2 separate regions of the Takifugu rubripes genome follow, and region 2 is linked to region 1. A link is a contact called in public Hi-C data. All regions are on one chromosome and are shown on one strand. The core of a region is the stretch at or near the end of the contact, and the rest is flanking DNA. Distances in the headings are between cores, read along the strand shown.

Region 1 (7,206 bases), core at 1,672-4,171:
TTTTATTCCTGGGTCTAGGCCTTATTGCCCAAAATGAACAGGGACATTCATCAAATGCAATTCAAACCCTTGGCTGGGTTCGGGATGCTGGGTAGGCAGATTAAATGCAAATACAAGTAGCGCTGAAAATAATCTCAAAAGGCTGATCAAAGATTATTTTAAAGGCCAAGTTGTGATTATCCAGGGGGAAAAATGATCTCAGGGCTTTCACAAAAGAGCAGCAGCTGATGAGGGGAACCAATTTCCTTTAATTCGAATGCGTTTGGGTGTTTAAAAGCAAATGGGATGATGCTGAAAAGCCAGATTCTCTTTGGGGGATTTAGAAAGAAAAAAATAAAACCCTCAATTACTGTTTGCAGGGCTGGGGCTGTTGTTAAAGATGGTGCCATGATCAAACACAATTTGGATCAAACCACGACTTTATTTCACATTCTCTCACATTTACAATCAAGGACCGATTAGCCTCAGACATTAACGAGCCCACTAATCCATTTGGGCCCCTCGTGATAACGGTTAATTGTCTGTAAAAATGTGTACAGATCCCCGTTTGGGTTGTTTACTAACTGATTTGGATGTGGTTAGACCCTAAAGAGGTATCATTATGTTGATAGTTCTTTGGAAAATGAGCCCCTGATGGAGGCAACACCAGAGAGGAAATAAAGTTAAGGATCCACAGGACTGTCTTCAATCATTTCCCACAAACGTATCACTTTGCTGAGATAACATTTGGCTGTCATCAGCCCTCATCAAACTTCACCTATAATTAACTTGTCATTACATGTGTAGCTAGCTACACTATAGCTTCATTTATAGAGAGAAACTCTAGTAGATTCAGATGTTGATTCATACTGTGAGGTCCAGAAAAAAAGAACTGGAAGAAAAGATGCTTTAATTTGGCACTGCATCGTCTGCTTCATGTTTCTGGCTAGGACAAAACTTAAAACCAAATTAGTCGAAATCCAACTTGAGTTCTGCATTAAATCAGAGTAATAACACTGGTTTGAGCTGTGAAAGAACATTTTCTGTGATGTGACCAGTGTTCACTGAGAAAGGAAGAAATTACGACCACTAAAATAAAGCCTGCTGCTCAGCAAAAATGTCCTGTAATTAATGTTGAGCATCTCTTTAAATGATAATCCAAGATCCCTGCAGACAAGATTCCCGTAGCAACCACACAGTTCCTAAAAATTTAAACAGCGGCTTTGTTGTTGATCGTGACATGATCCAGCTAAATTCCGGCGCTGATAGCAAGAAAATTTATTGAGCATCATAAACATGCAGATTAATTGTGGAGATAAAGTTTTATTATTAAAAGAGTGTGTCACTGAGCAGTGTAGTACTTGGGTTGTCACATTGTTTAAGAGTCTACAAGCGTGGATGTGTGTTTGCGGTCTGGCCACTCAGCACGTAACCTTGGCCGCCCCGTTCTGACAATCAATTTACGGTCTTGTGATTTGAGGCCTTCGAGTTTCTCATCGCATCCAAAGTTTTCGTGTCCTTGTGTGGCAAAAATTAGTTTGTGTGTCCGTGTAAATCACCTGTCGTATCGTATGCACATGCTACTTTAAGAAAAGGCCAAGGGTGTCATTTCATTCCCGCCGCCATGCTTTATATTTATGCGTCTCATATTCCCATCTATTGGCTGTATCTGCGGCTGGCTATCCATCAACACCCTTTTTTTTCTTTTTTTTTTTTAATCCCTGCTGCATCAACAATAAGGACATAAACTGCTTTTTATGTCAGCAAAATGCAACCGCAAATAAATCCAGAGCCGCCCACCTCTTTATTTGTCTGGGTAATATTAAAATTGAAGTGACCCAGTTTAAATCAGTCTTATCCTGTCTGTCAAAACTTCAGTTGGAGTTAGTACACACATGGTGCTTTGTAAAGCATTAAAGGAATTTTTTTTTCAGTATTACTCATCCGAATCAAATGAAGTTTGTCCTTTCATGCTGAAGGGATTGTTTTCTGATTATCCTGCCCCACAGGGACTAAATATAACTATTACAACTGCAGTATACCTTAATAAATCATACTGCTTTCATGTTTACAGTACATAAATTATTTATAGTATCCACTTGGACAAATGAATCAAGCTATGCAACACATTGGTATGATTAAATACTGTTTATAAAACAAAAGGAAAACACACCAGAGACCAAGTTTTTGGGAAATGTGCTCTCAAACACCAAGTAACACATTTTTGTAGTGGAGATTATGCCTTATATAAAATTACATTGAATAGTATATTACCCATTCAAAAGCAGTTCTTGTTCTCAGTTTGTATACCCAGAGTATTCCACGATGCAAATGGTGTTTGTAGTGTGGTACATTTTATGTTCAGGATGAACATGACAAAAAACATCAACCAAAAAAAAGCACTGGGATGAAAACATGTCTCACCCCATTTTGTACAGTCAAACAAAATCCATTGCCTTTAGCCTGCTTAGGGGTGGAAGGTGAGGGAAACACACACACAAAAAAGCCGTGCAATTACTATGTTCTGGCACAGCAACAGAGAGTAAAGAGCATCAAAGACTTTCCTCTGAGCAAACTGGGGCTCCCTCAGAGGAAAAAGTCAAACTCTGTGAATACCACCGCATGGACTTTGGGTTCTCTCCTGAGACACACAAGGCAATAGGTGTGTGCCAGCATCATTATTGCAGTTATTTGCACACCATACCCTTCCACGGGTAGTTTTTTCAACAATGCAGAGTGCATCACCAGTACTTTGAATAATATTTTCAGTATATTTTATTGAAAATTGAAATCATGTCACACTTTTAAAATATTTTATTGCTTAAAACCAAAATTACAATGCAAACATCTAATATAAATGGCATTTAAATCCCAGAGGGGGAGAGCATATCGGCTCTGATTTTCTATCAGGCATATTTTTGGACGACTTGCTATTTACCGTGGTCCTTTGACAACCCGGAAGTGTAGTGCTCTTACATGCGTACATGCAACCGGTTGCTAAGCACAGTGTCTAGTTGTGGACCATTATAGAGTACTGAACCGGTTCCCATTTGACTCTAGAGGAACATTAAGAAGATGAAAGTAGTCGCGTTGATAAGGTAATCGCGCTGATCTGTAGTATCCGTGTCACAGTTCACACATTGGCACAAACTCGAATGTTTTTCTTGGTAGCTACAAAAATCTATGTTGCTGTGCTGTAGGAATACTAAAATAATCCACTGGATAAGGTATTTGTCTGTCATTTTTCCTGTTTTACCTCAATACCTCAACAGTATTATTAAAGATTATTTCATGTACAACTCTCTACCTCTGCCTATTAGGATGACACCACTACATCTCCCTGATAATGCATAAGTCTGCTTTTTGAATGAACAAGTCATGTTTATTTACCTTGCCTGTTTCTCCCGTTGTCTTTTAGTGGCGGCAAAGACAGCTGCTACAACATGATGCAGTGTGTGGCTGCTGGTCACCAGATTGTAGCACTGGCTAATCTCCGTCCTGCAAACACAGGTGAGGAAAAGGTACTGCTGGGGTTTTTATGATCTACGACTGACACTAGCCCCAATGTGGGCCAGCCACCTGCACTTCTGCTGAACAATGAATTAAGAACTTTTTCTCTGTGGCAATTTACTTTACATGCCTTTAACATAACTGAAAAATTCCCCAATAAAATGCCACCATGTACAGTGGGATTAAACTCCTGCTCATGTTTGGCTTTTTGAGTTTAGCATTGAAGCTCAGCAGTTTGCCTAAACTTCAAAAAATCAGTTTGCAATTATTTCAGTTTGACAAAAATTTGGTGCAAAATAAAACCCATCCACAAAATATATTGGAAATATATTCTATAATTATTTTGATTACACATTTCTATTGCTCTGTCCTTCATTACAGCTGGAAATTAAAACATTTAAACATTAATATGTTGTTCCAATTTTGTATATAAATCAATATAGACATGGTAAAATTAAAAGTATAAAATTACTGCTATTTTAATATTATTATTCATTTATTTTTACATTAAGCATGGTTTTCTTTGTGCTTTTGAAATCAAGGTTTTCCAGACCTGCCGATTGTTTCTATTATATCTAGTTTTTTCATCTCGTCCTTCATGTTACAGATGAGTTGGACAGCTACATGTACCAAACAGTGGGCCACCAGGCCATAGATCTGTATGCTGAAGCTATGGATCTGCCCTTATACAGACGTATTATCCAGGGCTCCAGCCTAGACACCAGCAAGAATTACACTAAAACAGATGGCGATGAGGTGGAAGACCTGTATGACCTCCTGCACCTTGTCAAGGTATGTGTGCTGTAAGGTTTACATAGTCGCATAAGAATAATATCTGCTTGCCATTGTTTTACTGAATGTTATTGTTGCACAGACATTACACCATGGTAAAAAAGAGATTCAATCTTATTCTGGATAGAATTACAATACACCGTAACTATGTAAACTCCCTGTTGCAGTGCTTCATTGTGTGTTTACGCTCAAGCAGTCATCATTTTGACTCTGTGCCGCCACTGACATATGCTTGAGTGCTTTTTACTCAGCGCTGCTAAACTTTTTATCCCAGCAAGGGTTCATGACATATGTCAGACCCTTGAGAATTTTGCAGCTCATTCTACGCAGATTCTGAGTTACTTTGTTTCCCATCAGAACCGGTTCGAGAGATTCTGCTTGTCTGCCTTCATCTGGCCCAGCGAGAGGTCCTCAAAGATGATTGCAAAGCGCAGCCAAGCTGCTCAGGAAATTAAAAAGCTATGTTAGTGCTTTTAGTCTGTCAAATTGAGTGTGTCTCGATTTCACTTTCAAAGCGGCGTGTGTTTTCTCTTTTATCTCACTCTGGGAAATTGTGTGTCCATTCTACCAGTTTATGAATGTTTGATGTGTGAAGTTAAAGTGAGGTGCCCTTCAACAACTGGCTTCACAGGCATTTTTTTTCTCCTTACACACGTGACAGAATATCAGATGCAAAAATTAATCACCAAATTAATATTTAATCAAACACCACTTTAGCCAGGATGTTGAGAAAATATTCATTTGATGCCAAATTATGTATGAGACCTTGGTGGTCTGATGTGGTGCAGGGTGGCTGACTGACAGGTCCGAGACAACTGCACGCGCGTTTAACACACCGCTGCCACCGGCTGCTTACCTGACCGCCTGCAGCCATGAGGAAACTACCTGGACACACATCAATGGCAGCAGTGTCCCGCCCTGCTGTCAGTACAAACAGTGTGGGATTGATTCTCTGTAATGCTTTTTTTTTTTTTTACCCCTCTGCTCCCCCCTTGCACACAAACTCTCATTTTAGCTTGCAGCATCAAAATTTAAGAGCCTCTTATGGGATGGAGGATAGGAGTTTGTTGTTGAGTTGGCTGGACGTGGTGTAAATGGAAAGAGGGAGAGAGAGTGAGTGTGCTTCGACTCGTCTCGGATTTTCCTGTAGGTCTGTGTGGAGACATGTTCATCCAGAGCTGAGGGCTGCTCCAGGGCCCCTGCATGTCCGCACACCGGCTGTGTGGCAAGAGCCAGTCAGCCCGCCTCAGGGCATTATGCACCCTCTGTCTGACTTTCTTTGTCGTCTTCTGTGGAAGGAGCAGGGTTTGCATGCCAAAGCTCATGCTCATGAGTATCTCCTGAATGTCCTCACAAAGCCAAATTTCTAATCAGTGTTAACAGTGAAATAGTGAGTATCTCTTTGGCAAGTGATGAAATGTACAACTCTGCCCCTGGTCATGTTCCTAATTGCAAAGGGCTGCAAGTTTTTCTTTTTTGAGGGCTTCTCTGGTCCGACCTCATCAGTCAGTCTCCCGTGGGGCCTTCGTGGCCAGCAGATCTGAAACTCTGAGACTGGTTTCCCCCTCTCGTCGTCATCAACAGACCTGCACCATAAACAACAGGCTTCCTCTCTCTCTTAATGAAATATGTCAACCATTAGAGTCAAAGCTCTGTCGTTGCTTTTTTCTTTCTGTAGCATTCCCATTTTACACATCAGCACATGGTGAATGGTCGTAGACTCCTGAACTTTTGAAACACGCGGTTAAGTCTGAGCATTTGACAGCCATGAATTGTGGTTTCAGTTATATAGCTAACTTTTACGCTTGGTTTAGTAGGATTTTACTATGTAATAAAGTGTGTGGTGTTGTTGAGTGGTTAAGGAAATGAAAGAGCAAGCAATAACCCCCCCCCCCCCCCAAAAAAAAGAAAGCATTTGATAATGAGCCGTTAAACCACTCTTACTGAAAAAGAACAGGTTTTGCATTTTTTAAAAACCTGTTCTGTTTGTAAAGTGTGATATTTTGAAAGATTCTTCCTAGCAGTTTGAATTAATTAGAACTTACAAGATTATTTTTGGCGAATGACACACGAGCTAAGATGAAAGAATTTCCTTCTCACTTTGGAAGTTGATGTATTTTCGTCGCTCCTCTCTCGTGCAGAGCCGGCTCCAGCTCTGTAGCGTGAGCCAACAGTGCCATCTACGGATCACTCTTAGAAGCTGACAGACTGGAGAGGCTCTCCAGTATTTGGCCTCTAGAAAAACGTTTGGAGCCATTCAAAAGCCTCAAAGAAAGAGATCATATTCTTCAGAAGCATTGTTGATAGGGTGCGGGGGGGTCGGGGGGGCTGAGGGGGAAGACCCAATTATAAGAAAGAAAAAAATGAGCCTTCCTTCCTCTGGCAGTGGTGATAGTGGCAGGATGACAATGCGAGCCTATCATTGGCTCCTTTGCTCTCATCACTGGCTGCGATTCTTTGAAGTCTGAAACCTGATAGATTTGCAAGCCGCTGCGTTCTCCATTCGATCCTGCTCGTTGCTGATCTTTGAACCCGCTCTCCGAGGCAGAGGAATAACAGTTTTGTCAACAGCAGGAAGGGGGATTTTATACTTATGGACATCTGACGCCATAAATGTGCGTTTCCATACGGCTGATGACATGCTTTGGTCCTCTGCCGGCTAGAATGCGCGTACATGAATCAAACGTCTTTGTTTGAGTTGTTGTTGGCAATCCTCGGGCTACTTTGCGTAAATGTTCTCGTTTGGGTAGATTCTGTGGAAGCTGGGTCTTCACTCATGTGTCTGGACTTCATGTGTGCGGTTTGTCTGCTCTCCTGTGCTGTGATCTACTCTGATGTGTGATACAGATCAGCAGTGTCAGTCACCCGCGGCTGTAATGGCAGTTCCCCCAAAGGCCCGCAAAACCCCTCATATTAGTCATATCA
Region 2 (7,206 bases), core at 2,540-5,039, 200 kb before region 1:
CAAAACCACGTGTTAAGGAGGAAAAACAGGAGGATTACGGTCTGTGGCGTTCCTAACACATGCACACCAGGTATTCTGGGACAAACACCCGGCGCAAGCTCATTAAATCAGCATTTGGTGTATCCACACAGGCGTTAACGACGGGCTCTAATCTCGGCGGTGACCTGCTCAAAGTGTGTCACAGCTGAGCAGAACTGACACTCGGAGCTCCACAAGGTGATTTTTATTTGTTTTTACGCGTTCAGATAATAGAAATGAAAAGAATGACTTAGTCTACAAATTTGACGTGTGAACTTTTAGCATTAAATTTACCGTCGGCTCATTTCTGTTATTAAATAGTATAATAAACAATAACTTAACCTGACACTACGTGCTTCGATTATTTTTATATTTAAACAAATATATTTGTTTCAGATTTTTCAAATGAAATAATTAAAACCAGATACAAAAATAACAACAGGCTTTAATAATTTCGGCCTCGGTGTTTTTTCTCGAATATTTAATTTTCCATATCCTCGACTTTCATTTTTCTTTTATTTCTATTGTTTCACTTTTTTAACGTAGGAAATAATTTCATTTGAATCCTTAATTCACACTTTCAGAATAATGGCGCCTTCACCTGAAGACAAATCATCGCGTTAAAAGCTGCTTAAATTACAGCATTTCCAGACGTGCTGGGTTCCAACAGGATCCGAGCTGCAAACGAGTGAAAACTCCATGAGCCAAAAATGCATCCACACGGGCAGAGACATTTTCTTCTCTAAATTTTAATGTTCGTGCTTCTGTGTCGTTACGAATCTGAATGAACTCGCCAGCATTACAATCTAAATCAAATCAAACGCAATTTAAAAAAAAAAAAAGTACTAATCGCGCCAGTTTAGCTAATGACTTATTTTGTTTTAGTTTTATTGGTCTCTGATTTGCTGCAACGCTTTCAGCAGATCGATGCCCTCTTAAACCGCCAGGTGTCGCTATATGGCCGCCTATTTCCAATGAGAGCCGCTTTTACGCAGGGAGAAGCCGCGGTTCCCCTCAGCGATGGTCTCCCCCCTCTCTCTCCCTCTCTGTCCCTCCTCCCCTGCACTAACCCGCTGACACCAGAGTCTGAGAATCGGTGGAGGGGAAAATGAGGCTTCGGAGCCGAAGAATTTACAGTTAGTCGCGAAACTTTTACAAGTATTTGAGTTGCTCACGCTACTTTCTGAAACCCTATAGTCACATTTCATTCCAGGGTCAGAGAGAGTTCAGATCCAGATGACTAATGCGTTCAGCATGAGCAAAACAACGAGGTGCCAAATTATCATCAGTAAATCAAACTTTCACTCTAGATGCAATTTTTAAATATACCTAACCGGAAAGAGGGCAAAGACGCAAAATTGAAATGAGCAGAATTTGGCCTCAGTAGGTGTATAAGACAATGTAAAGCTCTGTGTTAAAAATAAAGTTTTATATAAAATGACTGAGCGGGTATCGCTTTATTCCCGTTTTTGACTGGACAGGCTGGAAGAGGTTCCCGTGAACTCCAGTATATGAGGCTGTGATCCACTCTTATCTCGGCGCCTCTATACATTAGCTTAGCTGATTTGCATAATCTCAAATAGTGAAGAGGGCCAAAGAAGAACAAAGTTACAAACAAGATTAGGGCGATTTTATTTGTTCCTGTGGTTGAGCGCCAATTGTTTCTCCAGGAGTGTTTAAGGTCACTAAGAGGATTTGAAGCCCGTTTCATATCAGTAATCTTTTTGAGGGAATTAAATCAACAATGCATTTCTCTCCATATTTAGCAACAGGCTGGCCTGTAACAGCCGAGCCCTGCAGGGCAGGAGACGGAGAGAGGACGTGTAAGTCCCGCGAACGAGTAAACAGAGGAGGGGGGGAGGTCTCCGTGCTGCCGCCCGAAAGCAGGCAGGCGGCCCCGCGCACCTTTCAGGATGTGACATTCAGTGGATCTTTAGCCTGGTGATTGTCCCACTAGTGTTTTCCTTGAAATGGATCTTGCCCCCCCCCCCCCCCTCCTCCAGATGAACCCAACCGCAGCTGGCCATGTCCCACACGGACACCGAGAGCTTTAACCCTAAACTGACCCCAATTTGACACCACCAGATGAAATTTTACCGCCTGTTAATGTCATCCCCTGATTTTTCGTCCACCCCCCCGCTTTTTTTCATATGCGTACGAATAGTGAGCGCGCACCTGGAAACCCAAACTAGTTTTTAAAAACGGATCATCGCCTCTGAGAGTCCTCCTTCTGGAATTATTTGGCTTGCAAACGCCGTCATGTTGCAGACAAAAGGGGATTTAAGTTGGCACGGGTCTTGTTTATGATGAAAATTAATTTTAATCACCTATTCAGTGAATGGTGATTAAAATAAAATTAGAAAATGAAACAGCGGCTCGCGTAATGTGGCATCAGGTGGCGTTAATGGGCCAAAATTAACCAATTTCGAAACCTGAACGTAGCTAATGGTGAAGGCTTGAGTTTATAGCTGCTATTAATTAGTCCAACAAATAGTTAACAAAAGATGGAGTCCCAAATTTCCCGTCGTTTTGAGTCGTTGCTGGAAGTTTTATAGGCATGGGTGTCTTTCTAGAGCCGTGGACACGCATAATTAGCCTCCGCTATTTTCACACACTCTTCGGGTGTTTACATCACTTGCCTCGGGGCCAAATCACATATTTCAACAATAACTTTGGAAAAATGGCGCACGATCTGTAGCCTGTGCGTTAAAATCAGCGAGAGGTGGCTTTTAAGAGTCTAAAAAACCCAAAACAATAACGTTATCATAAAATACAAAAATCGAGCCTGGAAAGGCGTCTTTTCTACTTAAATGCGCGCGACTGCAACAAATCGGCAAATAAAGTACAACACAAGGTTGATTCCACTTACCGGGATTGTCCAGAAAGAGGGTGGAAGGGGGGAAAAAGTCAAGCGTTAGCGCACAAATCAACGTGAACGATAGTATTTAGCTTATGAAAATATCAGTCTTCAGTGGTCGAGGCTGCCGAGCGGCTTGTGTTTACAGTGGAAGAGAGTCTTGGAGACGGTGAATGCCTTGGCTCTCTGCGCACCGCTCTGCAGCTCCTTCCCGGGGTATTGCGCGTTGAAATGTCCACACAGTCGTTTGTCAAACCCAGCAGTCCCTCACTTCCCACCCCCATTTATGCCAACAAACATAACTGTTGCCACGGTTTCATTTATTAAATCTTTTTTTTTTCACCCACTATTTTTTAAGACCCCCGCTATTTCTGTAATTGACCCTGAGCGACTCTGCTGGCTATTTTGTTTGTTGGGTAGGGCGGGAGTTTATTGACCCTCCAACGGTAGCCGCAACCCATCTCCCTGAGCGCGTGTCTTCTTTAATCCTAACCTGTGAATAATTAATTTCGACCATCAAAAGTGTTACGAAGCCATAAATGGAGCTTTTATGAGAGTCTGTCAATGCGGCCACGGTGCCATCTTAGTACTGATGGAGCTAAATCTTAAAGGGGATGCGTGGCCTGCTTCTGTTTTGTGCGTAAAAGTGCCCAAGACTCCAAACAGGGCTCCACTGCAATCGATGACCGCGGCTTTGCTCCTCCTCTAAACTTCAATCTCCTTACATGATTGATGATCTTTTGGGGGGTGGTGGTGGAGGGTGGAGGGGGCTTTGATAATTGACTACTCCGAGGTGAGGCGCGGATTTCTATCTGAACAGCCGATTGGACGAAAGAAATATACAAAATTACTTCCTCCACAAAAGCTTTTTTCGCCTCCAGGAAAAGTTCATTCTGAGCTCGCAGGGGTGCGGTGTGTGGTTTAATTTGCTACAAAAAAATTAAAAAAAAAAGAACGAGAGAGAGACTGGAGCAATAATTAGCTGCGAGATTAGGAGGCATTACTGACATATTAGGCACACCAGCTTATAACCACAAAACAGATAACAAGTAAGCGTCATGCTCATATATTAAAGTCAGTATTCATGAGATATCCTGATAATTTCAGCTCGGGACAATCCTTTGTTTAACTTACGCGCCGGCTGCAATTTTACGCATTCGCTGTTTATCCGTGCGTAAAAGTTTATGTGCGTCATTTTGTGTTAAAACATGATTCGGTGTCGTGTGTTATGTGATGAATGGCCGCCAAAGTGTGCGCGCTGCTTCAAACCTTCCTCACACACTCTTCTCTGCTCCTCTTTCTTTACAGGACTCGTCTCTGCGAGGCGGAATTGGGGTGGGAGTTGGAGCTGTGCTGCTTTGGCTTTTTTACCCCCAGTGTGGAGTTGAAGCCGTCCCCGTTCCTCGCACACACTCTGCATATCACAAGATTTGGTCTCTCCTCTCTCTTTTCTGGAGCTGCTATAGGACTGGCTATGGCCACCGCTACTTCCGGGATCCGTCATTTCATTCGCCCACCGCTCAGCGCTGCGAACTGACTCTGTTTCTATAAGCAAGCTAGCAGCCAACCTGCCAACACTCGCTGACACTCACTCATCTCAGTTTCGCCAGATAGACGAAATACCTACGGGGGGAAGAAAGGAGAGATCCGAATCGCAATCGCAATTTCTGCTGCCTCTTTTTTCTCCATTTTTTAAAAGAAAGAGTGATAATAAAACAAGATAGCGATCTGGAAGCTTTAAAGGAAACGCGGACTTGCCGGATGAAAACGGACTAAAAAGATTCGTCCTTCTCTCGAACATCATCACCAACCGTCATTCATTCATTACCTTGACAACCTCTGGCTTTGATTGACAGCTGGAGTGGCAAAAAGCCATGAGACACGACAGTTTAGTTACATGCAGGTTGTTGATGGGCCGATTGTAACCCTCACTTTGGCGCATTTTTTCTTCTTTTGCCGAGGAAAGAGGGGAAACGAGACTAATTGAGAAAAAAAACTCCCCGATGCAACGGTCTCAACTGAGCCACACTGGCGAATAGGAGAATTCGCAAAGTTGGTTGAAAGCTGACTTTCTTACCGGGACTGGGATATTAAACACACGACAGATCCAGGAGTTTATTGGAGCGCAGCCTGATGGCGCAAAGGGTAGGTTTTAAATCTCCTACACTTACCTGTTCAGATCCACAGGGAGGCCCTGCTATCGATAACCTCTCGTCGGCTGGTGGCAGATTTACAAAGTATTCCTATCAAAGCCGCCGTATTTGACATTTTTGCAGCGCCCCTGCTCTTCAGCTGAAGTGACAGCCCCTGCTTTTGCCGACAGCCTCCACCAGTCGCGGGGCAGTTTTTTCCACGGGAGACTCCAAACTAATTCGCTCTTTTCCTTCGCACCAAACTTTCCTCCGCGGAGCAACCCGAATTATAATGTTTCTGGTAATGGCAAACCATTAAACACATTTCATATGTGGCACTTTTATGCGTCGGCGCTGCGCGTTTTCAGCGCAACAGCTTATTTGTTTTTCCGCTGCGTAGGTTCAGAATGAGACGGCGTGCTTTGTGCTCCTTACACACTTGTTTTGTTTTCTTCTTTCTTATTTTATTTTTTTTTTATAAGTTACCGGGCAGCTCGTGTTGACTTTTGTTTGATTTCATTCCCAGTACGATGAGCTGGCCCATTACGGTGGGATGGACGGAGTTACGGCGTCGATGTACGGGGACCCGCATGCTCCCCGGCCGCTTCCCCAGGTCCACCATCTGAACCACGGACCGCCGCTGCACTCCAGCCAGCACTACGGCACCCACGCTCCCCATCCGAACGTTATGCCCACCAGCATGGGCTCTGCTGTCAACGACGTTTTAAAGCGGGATAAAGATGCAATTTACGGGTAAGGGTCGCCCGAGCCGAAGAGCCTACACCTAAGTTTTTTAATTTTTTTTTTAGATTTCCTATTTTACTCCAGTTTGGTTTGCAGAAGTTTCTATCCGGCCACTAACTGGGAGTCGTGCTTTGTGCCGGAGCGGGCGTCATTTTTTGGTCCCCATTGTTTGGTCAGGGGAGTTCTGTTGATGTGTAATTTTAGACGCATTGTAGAAGTAGGACTAAGCCTTGAGCCTGAATTACAAACTATAAAATAATGTGGAGTCTCGCTGCGCGCATTCCGAGCCCAGAGGTCACAGTCTGCACGAAAACAAACTAAAGGGCGAGTTCCAAATATAAACCAAAAAAAATTAAACCGTATAAAGTTTGCGTTAATTATAATTTTCATCAGGGCGACGTTTTGGAATAGTCCGGCAGTGTTGTGGCTGCCCATAAAACTCATCTGGTGTTTTCTCATGCTGCCTGGACACAAAAATCGCGTTAAAATCTGAACGTGTAATTATATTTTATATCAGGTTATTCTTAAAGCGCGTAAGAGACGCCACAGAGACAATGGCACGACTTTGAAAAGGGTCTTCCGAAACCTGCCCATTTCATAGAAAGAGTTATAATCCCAGTGTGTATCATTATAATCTCGGGTGTTGTGCGGAGCAAATCCTCATCTGCTCTGCTCACGCGTCCCATCACCGTCTTTAGTTTAATTTTACTTTAATTCATGAAAGAAACGACATTTGTCTTATAATCACGCGTTTAAATTTTATTTTCCTGCATGACTCCTGGCGCAGCTTGGATACCTAGTTTTTTATTCACCTCCTCACGCTTTTGCATCGTTATGATGTGCAATGTAATGCATTTCTGTAAAAATATTTTCAGAACAAGTTTATTTGATTTTAAACTGTAAACGCGCTGCCTCAATTTGCCCCAGTGTTGTTTTAAGTTGCGTTCACGTCCCAGCCGTTTTTATTTTGTAGCCTACTGCAAGAAATGCCAGCCTCAACAAGTCGATTAATATCAGACCGGGACTTAATCCCTTAAATATCCCAAAGCTAGGAAATAAAATATTCCAGATGCATTTATTCATGCTGCAAACTGAAAACTTTCATCCCGGCTCTTGTTTGCATTATCTGACTGTCCTTTTTTGGGGGGGGTTGTTTTAACAAGGTGGCTGCTTGTTTTAATAAACTCGGAGAAAACAGTTTAAATAAAACAAAATGGATTAAAATAATTGATGTTGTATTCGCAGTCAGGAACGTGTGGGGCTGGTCAGAGACGCAGGGTGCATGCGGACATTTTTTGCAGTGGAGCCGGTGAGCAGCCTGTGCTCAGACTGTGTTTCCCTTCTTGCAGTCACCCATTATTCCCACTGCTCGCGCTGGTTTTTGAGAAGTGTGAGTTGGCGACGTGTACTCCGAGGGAGCCCGGTGTGGCAGGAGGCGACGTCTGCTCCTCAGAC

The links. A called contact is a pair of places that touch in the nucleus more often than the background predicts.
Region 2: a contact with region 1 is called in a Hi-C map of an unstated tissue, with 8 times the contacts expected there. The contact joins the promoter of meis2a here to the promoter of dph6 in region 1. A contact is called at or near these places in 2 of 2 Hi-C or Micro-C datasets (muscle and an unstated tissue).

Annotation. Positions count from the first base shown.
Region 1 is chr2:6,387,360-6,394,565 of fTakRub1.2, reverse strand. It overlaps dph6 (diphthamine biosynthesis 6), which reads left to right and starts at 2,921. Exons shown (of 12, transcript XM_029827658.1): 1 at 2,921-3,077; 2 at 3,398-3,489; 3 at 4,097-4,281. The coding sequence starts at 3,055.
Region 2 is chr2:6,585,749-6,592,954 of fTakRub1.2, reverse strand. meis2a (Meis homeobox 2a) reads left to right here and starts at 3,789. Exons shown (of 14, transcript XM_029828717.1): 1 at 3,789-3,924; 2 at 4,184-5,020; 3 at 5,534-5,760; 4 at 7,101-7,206. The coding sequence starts at 5,009. LOC115247337 (a long non-coding RNA gene) reads right to left here and starts at 3,644. Exons shown (of 2, transcript XR_003886404.1): 1 at 2,888-3,644; 2 at 1-696.